Regions from separate parts of the Anser cygnoides genome. Here region 1 is linked to region 2. A link is a contact called in public Hi-C data. All regions are on one chromosome and are shown on one strand. The core of a region is the stretch at or near the end of the contact, and the rest is flanking DNA. Distances in the headings are between cores, read along the strand shown.

The links. A called contact is a pair of places that touch in the nucleus more often than the background predicts.
Region 1: a Hi-C map of liver shows a contact between it and region 2, with 8 times the contacts expected there. The contact joins two enhancer-like sites. A contact is called at or near these places in 2 of 7 Hi-C or Micro-C datasets (both in liver).

Annotation. Positions count from the first base shown.
Region 1 is chr11:5,353,783-5,360,097 of Taihu_goose_T2T_genome, reverse strand. No RefSeq gene overlaps it. Among named protein-coding and RNA genes, the nearest start is that of NR2F2, 61 kb to the right of the region's middle. Within about 2 kb of position 2,482, at least 1 of the 3 cell types and tissues checked has open chromatin away from gene starts, as enhancers often do. A contact at or near this core is called in liver, where this site is marked.
Region 2 is chr11:5,575,306-5,582,113 of Taihu_goose_T2T_genome, reverse strand. No RefSeq gene overlaps it. Among named protein-coding and RNA genes, the nearest start is that of NR2F2, 280 kb to the right of the region's middle. Within about 2 kb of position 3,498, at least 1 of the 3 cell types and tissues checked has open chromatin away from gene starts, as enhancers often do. A contact at or near this core is called in liver, where this site is marked.

The sequences.
Region 1 (6,315 bases), core at 1,233-3,732, 220 kb after region 2:
TGACTATCCACTTCTCCCTCAAGCAGGATTAGTCTCAGAGCTTCCCAAACTCCATAAATTAACTATAGTTTCACCCGTCAAAACAATCCACCACACACTAATTCTTCAACACATAGAAAATCATTACAATGCTCATTACAATTACAAAATTATACACACAATAGCATTTGTTAAAGCATCCTTTTAATGCTTTCAGTTTTCCATGTTCTTCTGTCTCCTGCTTTCCCTTCTGTCTTCTCTTTTTCCCCAAGTCTTCTGCTTTCTTACACCTTTGGGCCTGCTCCAAAATCCAGTAAGTTACTGGAAAGTCTGATTTCTGAGGCTTTATGGATCAAGCACTTATCACACCACTTCTTTTGAGACAGGGATTCATTTACTACAATTCCCAATTTATCTTGAATTCAGTCCCCAGCTTTCCCTAACTATAGCTATCATGCTCAATGGTTTTGTTCCCCAAGCTCTGCACGAGTGATCTGGGTAGCCCCAGGGCACAGGACTTCCTTTAAGAGATCTGTGAGAATTTAGAAAAGTAAACCTATTGTTAGGATGTTTAAATTTACCACTGAAGAGAAAATTCCTATGGATTCACAATTCAAAACAGGAAGAAAAATCACTGTTGCACATATTTGCAGATTGCCTGATACTAAAAGGTTCCAACTTCAATAAAAACATCTGGATTCTACTGTAAAATAAACAGTAATAATTATACTGTTCCTATCATCCTGCTAGGCCCCAATACTCCTATCCTGAGAGCTCTGCTGGTTCAAAGGAGCACTCCTGAACCTTATAAAAGTCAGTCCATGCACAAGAGGAAAAAGCCAGCTCTAAGGAAAAGCTAAGCAATAGCAATGAATCACACGGTTCGTTCGGGAAGCAGAGAACTCTGGTTGTGTTTATCTTTTATACGAACAAGTTCCCTGGCATAGGTCCCTATTTTATTTTATTATTTTTTTCCCAAAGGCCCATCCCCTGTCACGGCAAGCCCCCAGCTGACAGCCTCATTGTCCTGTCGTGGAAAGTCATGATAGATGGCTGCACCGCGACCCTTTTAGACGGTGCGTGTTCATATTATGCTCAGAGACTTTTTTTGATCAATAGTCCATTCAAACCTTTTCACTCGTGATTACACAGAAACATATTTATGCTTACAATATATGTAAGTATAAATAAGTGGCTGGAGAATTAAGACAAGCAAAATGACTTTGAGAGGTTTCAGCATTTCGGAACCCAAAGCAGAGGTATCTTCTGAGTAAACTTGGGCATTTGCAGCATATGCAATATTTTGTAATATTTTAGTCAAAGGAAGAACAGCCAGAATATTTTCATTGTGGGGAGCAGGGAGACTTTAAATAACTAGTTTTTGATACTAGCCATATTGCACTTCACTTTTCCTCAGCACAGAATGCCAGCTTGTTTCTTCAAATTAAGACAATATGCTTATAGTGATGAACCTTATTGGCCATCTATCTTCCTTTTGTAATCTGGCTCTCATCAAGCTGAAATGAAGCCATTTCTTCTGACTGTGGCTGATTAAACACAGAGTAAACCTAGATCTCTGAGGAGGCTCTAATGATTCTCCACAGGCCTAGTGTCAGCCCGGCACCTGCAGCATTCAGCTTCCCCATTTCCATCATAAAATGAAGCATCTGTTACGGAGAAGTGTTATCTTTTTATCATCGCTGGTATCTTTCTGTTTGAATTCACCTACCCCATTTGGTATAAATTACAGCCATTTCATACGTAATGAATGGTCACACAGGATGCACTCTGGTTATTGGGGGTTAAAAGGGCACAAAATCCTTTACTAAACCTTTATTTAACTTGGTGAAAGTTAAGACTACATGGCTTGTGTAAAACCTTCTTTCTTACAACAAACAGGAGGAAATACTTATCACAGCTTAATGCTGAAGCATTTTGATATTGCTTATCTAAATACTGGCCTTTGAGTTTTTTTGGAAGTGATTTGTGTGGAAACATTATTAGTTGCAGGGAAAAGAAACAGAGAAACATGTCCATGCCAAAGACATTTCTGTCTCGGTAACTTGATTAACTACAAGCCTGAAATGTAAAAGTAGACAAGATTTGTTTGCTAGAAAGGATAGTTGCCAACTTAGAACCTGCTGCAAATCCCACAGAAGTCAATTGGCATATTTTCAATGATTTCAACAGTATTTGTTTGGATCAGGCCAAAGATCAGCTAGCGGTTTACATTTTGTGTGGTCCACATGCTCCTCTACATTTTACCTTCTTGTTTTCCATTTGAGCTTAAAAGGGCAACTTTGTCTCAGAAACAGTTTGTTTTCTGCTGGTGGGGATTTAGGATAACTTTGCCAAGCGTTTCATTGTCACCCGCCTACAACATGGATAGTCTGGACAACTTCACATCTCAAAGAATGAAAGGAAACTTCCCAATACGCTCACTTGGAAGCAAAACTCTGCTCATTGCTTCTTGAAGTACTGTGGGAACCAAATGGTTATAAAACCACAACCAAGTAATTGCCACCTATTAACATGTGGCTACAAGGTATGGAGGTGGGGGCAACAACTGCACAAGGGTCTTCCTGGTCAATGAGTGATAGATGTTGCTGGAACATAACAACCTCTTTGACTACATCTGAAGATTGCAAATGAGAGGCAGCCTTCCGTGGTCAATGTTGTAAATATAAAGTCTTCAGTAAACTACAGAACAGCATAGAGATGCTTTAAAGTAGCTAGCTCGGGTACTGCTGTGAGTGAGGCTGCTTGGAGGAGAGCAGAGCTCAGCACCACCTATCTCCTGGCAAAATCTTGGGGTGTTGAATCACTGAGGTGTTAAACCAGAAGAGGGCAAGCAATTACGGTCCAAAGTGTTTCACACCATCACATGCCATGCTCTGAACAGGACAGGCCCCCACTCAAGACACTACAATTTACAGTCCAGCATTAATAACATGCTTTAACTTTTGTTCAGTCCTGAAGTGGTCAGTGGACTTGATGATCTCTGTAGGTCCCTTCCACATGAACTATTCTATTTCATGGTCCAGTAGTTTCCCTGGGCTCCACATTTATCTCATATGATGAAAGCCAACATGATGTCCACCAGGTCTGCCTGAGATTTCTTCTCTTTTTTATTAACAGGTATAGAAGATGTAATACACATAAAGTAGTGTTACCAGGGTTCTCTTGCATTATAGATGTTGAGTGATCAAAAGGGAATTACAGTCACAAAAAAATACAACCACTTTGGTGGATCTTTTGCCTAGTTAGTTTTCATAACACATCACAGCTGAAATAATTCAACTGCATAAAAGTAATTTAAAAGTGTGTATTTTATTGTCAGGTTTAAACTTTCAAGTACCTGTTACCTACAAAGAGCCAGGGGAAAGGGGCTTAATGGACCCACTGGGGAAAAAAAAAACTTGTGAAAATAGGGAAGAGTGAGCAATTTTGTGCCAACATGCATTTTCATGATTGTTTTGCAAGCCTGCTTTATGTGGCCACTTTCTGCCAATCCATTCTGTAGCAAGCAAAATCATATTGTCCTATCACAAGAGCACACTTGTTATTCAAAATAATTAGGACATGAGTCATCTTAGTATCATAGTTGGCATTAGTGATATATGGGGCTGATGACTGATGAGTCCAATGAACGTTTGACTCGTGTAGACTTAAAATATGCAGCTGAAAAGCTCAGTTAATTCAGAAGAGACACAGCATAGCAGCGATAGCATCTTGTAAAAGCAAGATCCAAGACAAGTAGAAATGCAGTAACACTAGTGATGAAAACAGCTGAGGTCTTCAGATTTTGCAAAGCAGCCGAAAAATGGAAGAACTTTTTCATTAAAAAAAATCAAAACTCACGTGTTTTCCACTTGAAAAGGTCCAAAATATAATAATTTGATTTTTTTTTTTACTGTTTACATGATATTTTTTGCAAGTGCTGGAATTATTTTTGTTCCCTGTCCATTTCCTCTCATTTTTCCTTTTTGTTAGTGTAGTTGAATAAGTGAATGATATCCAAAATTTCAGTTTGGTTTGGAAAAGTTGTAACAGCAGAAAGAAAAATGAAACTAGCACAACCACTTTAGAGAGTTTCAATTTTCTTTTGTTCCCCTTCTGTAACTTCTCCAGAGTTAAAGATCTGAAAGTGTTAGTCCAAAAACTAGTAAAAACAGGGAGAAGGATGGGACTGCAAAGGAGGGAAAAAAAAGTGATGGAAAAAATCCAAACCGTTATTTATTCTCTTTGATGAGAAAAATTAGAAGATAGGTATTTATTTTTTAAACAGGATGGAAGTAGGAAAACCTGAAAAGAAGCTTTTTCTTTATTTTCTTCTCATGAGTATCAAACAGTTCCATAATTAACATTTCCAATATAGTTAACATGTGGCAACTATTTTCAACTCTATTTAGCCAGGCCTGATGCTGTGTTTCAGACATAAGGAAGGCTTCCAATGCCCAACAGCTGTCTGTTCTTTCCAGTTTTATTATAGTATCTAACAAAAAACATTGCACCTAATAAGCTTTGACTTAGATTAAAAAGTACCAATGTTTCCATCCAAATATGTTTTCAGACAACATCAAGGTATAAAACTGCATCAGATGCAATTCGTTTTGAATGCCACTGTCTGTAAGCCCTTCTACTTGGTACCCTAGTCAAAAAGGTGCCCCAAAACCAACTGTCTTCAAAGCTGCTTCATATAGTGGTGAAACTAATAAGAGCTTGCCTTTCAGCAGCTGGACACCCTAAGGGCAAACAGAAAGTAATCAGAGCCAGAGACTCCAGTCAGTGTTTTCTTCCTCTGTGGGGCAACTTTGGGTGATGCAAGGGTGTTCCCCACCCTAGTATAGAACCAAATTTTGAATATCAGTTGAATCAACAGGCTATAAAGCAGTGGAGACCATTATAAGTTGCTTATTAATGGTGACTAAAATTTGAAGGACCTCATTTCAGACATCCAACACCTCAGAAATCTAATTTGAAATGGGTCAAAAATAAACATTTTAAATTGGGAGACAAATACATGATTATTTCCCCAGCAATTCCATACACTGAAGCATCTAATCAAAAGTTTAACATTAAAGGATTTGAAACCTATGTTTTAGGTTTATAACCAAGCATGCAGTACTGTGCTCCCCTAGAAAGAGAAATCTGACTTAATAACTTCACTGCTTTTGCTCATTTTTAAAGAGCTGCTCTCTTAGTGTCGAATAGTGACACAATCACAGTCATGATGACTATCTTGTCACACCAAGGTCTTCACCGATCCGAATGGTATAATACATATATCCCATATAAAAAAATGGTGTCTGTTGAGCCTCCATTAATGGACTGAGGCCTTTCGATGCTATTCCAAGCTATCAAATCATTTTGTAGCTACCTTGGGAAAAGAAAAAAAAAAAAGCTAGAATGAAATATCAGAGGTGGGTACCAACTTACATGATTGTGAAGAACAATATGTGAAAAATGTTGTGATCACCACAGATGAAAGAACTTTGAGATGAAATTGGTCTTTCACAGTAATATCAGTTCGCTTCATCAACAACAATGTATCTGGACAATGTGCCAGTGTCATTGACTTCCACCATTTTAAAGGCCTTTAATACTGATTACTGCACAGTGAACAAAAGCTTTTCTTGTGAGAAGTCTGAAAAGGTTGATTATATGTACATTACAGCTGAAAATGGATCAGACAAGTAGTAAGTTATGAAAGTATGAACACAAGAGAATAAAACCATTCACTGGGCTTGAATTACTTTAGTTTATCTTCTTAGGCTGAATTGTGACTGTGGTTTTTTGCAACTCAAATAAAAAGCATAGATCAAGATGAGATAAAGATAACTGAGTATTGCCAGCATTAAGCAATAACATCAGTAGCTGGAAAGGAAGAAAACTTTGATACTGCACAGAAAAAAAAAACTGAAATTTACATTAATACAGGCAGAAGTCCTCTGCAGTTACAAGTCAAGAAAATTAGGCACTAAGACAATAACAAGATACAAGCATCTGTTCTTGCATTTCTTTATAAAGATGTTTGAAATTGAAATTTCTTTGGCCAGCTGAAGGGACTGTCTGGTGTTCCATGGTTTGAAAGCTTCCAGGAGATGAGGGTGGGTAACAACTTTTATATTAGGGCCCACACAGGAGAATAAAATTCATTCAAAATCCAAAGTTCTGCATTACACTGGGAAAAAAAAAAATAAAAACTCCCATAAAAAATCAGTTTCTTTCTCAAAAGACTCTTCCCATGTGCTTTAGAAACATGTTTCCTTCCATATCTTACAAACAAAATTAAGGTTAAATTACTTTATGCTTGTTTTAGCATGAAAGAGCCAA
Region 2 (6,808 bases), core at 2,249-4,748:
TGTTTGGAAAGTTTACTTATAAACAGCCAGAAGGGTTGGCTTAAGAAATGCATAAACACAAATAAAAGTGTGTCCTTTTTCTCATCCAATGCCTGTGTATATAGTACATTTCACAATATAAACTATCCCGATCTCAGCTGAAGATTCAAGGCACTGCTACTAAAGTTCATCTTGCCCTAAGCCACAGCCAACTCTCTGTGTTGATAGTCACTAGAATCACCATACCCTAAGGTGTCTCATCCAATAAGTGGCCTGAAATGACAGAGAGCCTTAGTCCCAAACTGAGAAGAAAGTTTGTTCTGTTACCAAAAATCAGTTTAAAACTTCAATGTCAATTAAATTTGGCAGCTTATGGAGCTTATGGAGCTTATGACAGTGCGTATTTTGATTAGGAGCACAAACAATGTTGAAATGGATCATTTAATGTTTTCAAAACTTCCTCCTCAGCGATATATGGGGGCTGAGAATTAAATTGAAAATCCAAGAAAGGGAGGAGAGTTAGAGTTCCCTGCACATTTCCTTGTTACATCTGTTAATACAAGTTTGGTTTTCTTGGGAATTATTTTTTGAAACACACCAAGTTTTCTCCATTAGTGCCGTATAAATATCATCTCCAGTGCAGAACCTGGAGGGAGTTCAGGAGTATGACTTAATCAGAATAACTAACATGTATTCAGAAGTTTGGTTTGGAAAGTAGCTGAGAATACTGAATAGATTCAGCCAGTCCTTCTTTGATTAAACAGCTCTGTACCTTACAAAAAAGCAAGTTGTCTTCACCATAGCACTAATCTTTTCAATCTGAAAAGGTGCTTACTAGATATAGCATTCATCTTCAAAGTCCTGCTAAATTTTGGACACAGACAGAGAAATGCTGTAAGAAAAAAAAAAAAAAAAAAGGCTAATAATTTTGAATTATTGAGCAAGGTCAAAATATACATTTCCAATTTGGGAGATGAAAAATTTTCTCTTAGAATAATTTTCTGCAGGGGAAAAAAAAAATAAATCACTTTTCCTTAAATAGACCCATTCTATAGAAAAAAAAAAATTGTTTTGTTTCCCAAAGTTTGATTTTCTGTCAGGGAAGCTGAAATGATACCTCCTGTAAGCCAACCTTGAAAGTTTTTGTCCAGTTTAGATTAAAGCCTGCAAATTAATCCCCCCATGCAAAGCTGGAACTATAACTGCCTTATATGGATAAACAAGGTTAAAAGCACAGAAGAATACTGTGAAACAGCTGTCTCCTAAGGAAATAACCCAGCTGGAATCAAACCTGAAAGATCTCACAGTGTCCTCCTGACACTTGGTAGAAGCCTGGAGGATACCTAAATGTAGGAGAATGTGCCTAGCAATGAATGGGAGAAAGAAACAAAAAGCTGTCTCCCAGAAAAGTGGGAGATATTTTGGGGCATAGATTTCAGCTTCATGCCTGAATCCTACCCTGGGGTTAACTGCCTTGTCTACTGTGCCTGGTAGATCCTGAAAATATTGCAGGGTTTAAGGGACCCCAGTACCAGTATGCAGGAAAATATTTTCAGCTCAGCAGATGCTTTTTCCTTCAGTTGTTTGTTTTTTTTTTTTTTCCCCTTAAAATTTACACCCTGAGGGGTTTTCTGGACTGTCATGTGCAGTTTCACATCCAGTGATCATCTACCCATATCAGGTCTGGCTAATTCAAGACTTAGTCACAGCCCAGCTCAATCTGAGCAACTGGAGAATGGCATCGAGAAGTTGTAAATCACACTGGTTGCAGTATCTCATTATCCCTTTGCAGATCATTTGACTTTGTTATGTTTTATGAAAAAAGGTTTTGTTGTGAAACACCCAAATCAAAGTTTTGAAAGTTTTTTTTGTCATAACAAACAAACAAAAAATAGCAAACACATTTTATGATTTTTTGTTGTTGTTAAGCAAAAATAAAAACTGTATCATTTTTCTACAAGTCTTTGCTTTGTCTCCTAAAAATGCCACCTAAGGGCAATAGAGAGTGAAATGCTTCCTGTGAAATTCCATAAAATGAATTAATCCTACCTATGAAAGTAAGGGGTGCAATACTCAGCCCAAACCACTACTTTACCCAGGCACACAGGTTGTGAAGATATGTCTATCTACTGCGGGGTCCTGGAGGGAAGGGTAGAGAATCACAACAAAAAAAATTTGGCTTGGGGTAGCAAAGATTTTGGGGAACATGACCCACCAGCTTCCCACTTCGTGTCCAACTTCCCCATGCAGCAGCTTCACGAGTGGTTAAAGCAGGGTGAAAACAGAGGCACAACACAATGAATGCTCCCGTTGTGAACTGCAATTGGAGTTTGTCATCTTATCTCTGAGCTGCCCTGTGTTTTCTCCTTTCTCGTTCTCGTGTTGAACATCAGACTTGCCACAGGGTGCATTTCCCTGTTACAGAACACCTCAACTTTCCTAGTCCAGCCTTTTACGAACAAAGCTCAGAGCCCCCCACCACAATTTGGGCCTTGTCAGGGTGTTAGCAGCTCCCCACATCCTGGATGTATTGAGGAACAAATCCAGAACAAATCCTGGGGGATCAGAGAACTGCTTTCAAAAGCAACTTGATCGGCAAGTTTGGTTTTGTCCCGCATTTGTTCCACGGCTTGGAAGGTGGTGCGTACAACGCAGCGTGACGGACCGCCTGCAGGCTGCCGGCCGTGCCAGGCGCCTGGAGCAGGGGCAGAGGGGTGTTTTGGGGGAAAATTCCTGCCCTTCCACCCAAACCTACCCAGACCTTGTTCCTTAACCTCCAGCGACTCAGTTGGCTTGGGCTACGGGCAGGGGTAAGGGAGGAGGAAGTTGGGCTCCGAAAATTGATTTCATTCCAGGTAATACTTCTTTACACAACAATCTGTTCCTTTCAGAAGGACGCAGATTAGGGAAGTATTTGGTCAAGGGGCAGTAGAGGGCACTCCAGGCCAGATCAGGTTAAGTTTTGGTCACTTTATCTCTTCTTGTTGACGTAAAGGCTCGAGGCCATGGCCTGGGGTTTTCCTGCAGAAATGTGTTTACAAGCAGGTCAAGGACTTGCAGACAGATAACCATTAGCAAAACAACTTTTCTATTGACAAAAGAGCACAGAATAGTGCGTTGGCAGATGAATTATCTTGGTTTGTTTAAAAAAATAAAAATAAAAGGAGAGAGAGAAAAGTTAAATCAAAGAGCTGTACCCCAGCTGGTTCTCACGACCAGGTTTTCCAGCAAGGATTTAAGATTGTGACTTGCTCCCCATCCACTTACAAAATGACACGGAGGACTCATGCCAAAGTGCTGCATTTGGTAATAAATCGAGATGGGATTTACTGCTGGTCAGCAAGTGTGCAAGTCTTGTTAGCAGATTTGTTAACTCTGATTCTGCCTTCAAATTGGAAATGTGTGCTAGTCCCCAGCCTGTGCAGCTCACCTGGAGTCAGGTTTCCTCCTAAACTTCACTCCTCCCAGCCCCCAGCAGGTTCATCGAAAGGTTTTGCCAAAGTTCACGAGCCATTCAAGCAGACCCCGGCCGATTTATGGGTTTCGTGCACAAAGCACACAGGAGCAGCTCTAGGAAACCTTAAGCAAGCAGGCTGAGTTTCGCCCCAGCGTTTGGTGCCCATTCAAAACCCTCAGCCTTGAACCTTAATGTTGACCAGTGCTGATATTACCATAACGCCTTTTTAGATAAAAGCATGTTCTATATGCACACACAAAGGCAGGATTTTAAACAGCCAGGAATACGACAATCAAAAAAATGTAAGAAAAAATATTCACAAAAAATGCCACGAGAGCTATGGTTATTTGCTACCTGTCAGCCAGGGTTAGGATATAACCAGTGGGGGAAGTGGCTTCTCGGAAAGCCTTGTTCAATCCTACTGGAGGAATTTGTGGTCTGTTCTGTATACAGTTTGTGGTGTCTGAGTCATGACCTGACTCCAAGAGACTCTGGATGTTAGATGACAAACGCTGTCTCTCTGACGGAGGCCTCGCATTAGTCAGAAACCAAATGTGTGTGCACTCGGGAGAGCTGGGACATATGATGCCCAAACAATAAAGAAAGCAAAACAACATGAGCTAAGCCAACTGGAATCAGCAGAAGAGGATTCTGGCTGTCCAAGAGGGTTAAGATTCAGCCAGCAGTGTGAGCAACTAGAGGGAAAGGCTGCTGTGTGCCTATGGGTGCACATCCACGTCTGCATTTCTACACATCATATGGGAAAAGTGAAATTATTCTCAAGGACATCCTGCAAACTGGGGAGAAGTGCAGATGGGATATCTCAGAGCTGTCTCATTAAAATAGTGACCCTTGGTTTGCTTTTCTTTGCATTCCTTTTGTCCTTCCCTCCCCACCCGTCTCTAGCCCATGCACACGCACCCAAGCGGTTGGTGCGTCGGCGCGGGGTCAGGAGGTTCTTGCAAACTTCTTCTCCCCGTGGAAGCGGGACAATGCGGCATGTGCATGCTCAGCAGCCAAATACCATTCAAAACCCCTGCCTTCCCACCAGCCCTCCCCTTTAAAGAGACCGCCACTGTGAAAGAAGCTGCTTTTCCAAGGAAGAGTGGCCCTGTCAATTAATCGCGACACGAAGTGCCACTCAACTGCAGGCAGTTGTGTTCCCACTTCGCCAGTGCCACTTCCCTCCAGCCCCATTAATACTATTAAAAACTCAATAAATGTTTCTATCACCTTTGTTTAAATCAAATTCCTCTAAGAAGTGTAGCTATTAAAAATACCTGTAAACTCTTCCTATTAAAATGACATTTTAAAAGGCTTGATTTGAACATGGCTATGTCACTTAAAGTGGAAAAGTTTCTGTGAGTTCCCTTCCAAGCTGTTAAAGATTAGCTTGATGTAGATAAGACTATTCCCCAAACTCATTATCTGTCTTCAAAATGCACCTTAAGGACTACTTAATAAAGTCAAGGTTACATGAAGAGTATTTCAGTGAAAACCAGTGAATGACTATTAATAAATCTGCATTACAGATTGGTTATTTTGTCTCTGTCTTTCATCTGAGCAATAGATGATCCTTCTGTTCTTTTTTTAACAGTAAGCATGTGTTGCCTCCTTATACAGGTCACCAGTGAATCAGCGGCAGGAGCAGCAGAGACCATTTCAGCATGTTTACAATTAATGTGATATAAAATATTTTTCAGAGAAGAGTCACTTACCTCTGACCAGTATGAATGTACCAGGCCAAGCTTACATTTACAAAGACAATCATCAGGCTACTCTGTTTAATTTCTGAAATTATTTCCTATTTATTTCAATGCTATGGGTACGAAATGTTAATCCCCTGAGCTTCAGTGCCAGATAGCAGCAAGTCCTTCCAGCAGTGAAGCAACCCAACTTTTTGAAAACTATTTGCCTTGGCAGGATTCATTTTCAAGACCTTTGCATCTGTTGTCCACAGCATAGCAGACCTGGTGTTTTAGGAGCTGGACCCACAATACCAGGTCCTGGGGTACCCAGTGTTGTCCCAAAGCTTCATCTTCACCAACTGCTGCCAGATCAGCTTGGCGGTTTCTTTTCTGTAAGGGCTGGCGTCTTCCCCTGCAATTAGTCTCAATGACTCATCATGCAGCAAGGACACTCTCTTGCCTTGGGTTGGCATTAACAGCTCCAGCCTTACTAGTCTCTATGGAGAGGATCTAGCAGGTCCAGGACCCACTCACTGCCTCACTATGGATGTCAAGGGAAGTGGTATGGGACCATGGAAGAGAGACGGGGTGTTTCTTAAAGAACATTCAAGATGTGAAAAAAGCCTACCACAACTAAGATGGCTGGAAATTTGGTTTGGAAATCTAAGGATGAATTTAATCTGTCTTTTAGTTTTCTCAGTACCTTAGTATTTTTTTCAGTTTTTAAACTACTACTAGCTTCAGCTGAAAGCAGTCAACATAGAAGCCCACATCTGTGTATGCATCAAAAATAACCACACAGATTTTTTGCTAGACAGACTTGCTGGAAAATGCTGATTCTCTCTACATGGAGCAGCTCCAAACTATATTCAGTTACCTGATACCTAAAGGTTCTCCCGAACCTAACCAGTTTAGGAGAATTTGCATAACACAGATGTTTCCATATTGGCCATGCTCTACCTTGTACAGTAAAGATTAGCTTGACTAAAGCAGGAAAAAAAAAAAAAAGGAAAGAAAATCTGTGTATATAATTAGTAGCTGCCCCTTACATTTATCTATAAGCACTTCTGTGAACTCTATAATTGTTATCTCTGGAGTGTGTATTTTTGAGATGGGGCTGTATTTTTGCATGTATTTCTCAGGTATTAGGTCCCAAAAAAACTTTTGTGTACATCTGTAGGGATTACTGCACACAACTGAAATCCTACACAAGCTCATGCTCTGTGCTTGCCAGATGGAGAGCAGCTCTTGTCCAAGAGTCACACACTTTATTAGCATGATACTGAACCTGAGCCTCTCTGCAGGGTATTTTGACTTGATCAGAGTAAATTTAAACCTACCCACACTGCCAGCAGGGACAAGCCCACCATGGTCTTCATGTGCAAGTGTAAATAATAACAGCAGCAGCCAGCAATTACTTTGCAAAAGCTTGGATCTGCTTACAAACCACAACACAAATTTTAATGCTGCATTTAGGTTCTTCTGTTTAGGGGATTTACACATACGTTATGGGAAATCTGGTAATTAGGAGACAGGCCCTTACGAGTCTTCTCGTTCTGCTTTCCAGATGAAATCTGATTCACCCTTTGTTATACCTTTAGGATTTTTTTTTTCTTGAAACCAAAGACAGCAAAAAAGCAAAAACATCTAAGTCCTTCCAGTGCTATCCAGTTCCACTGCTGGC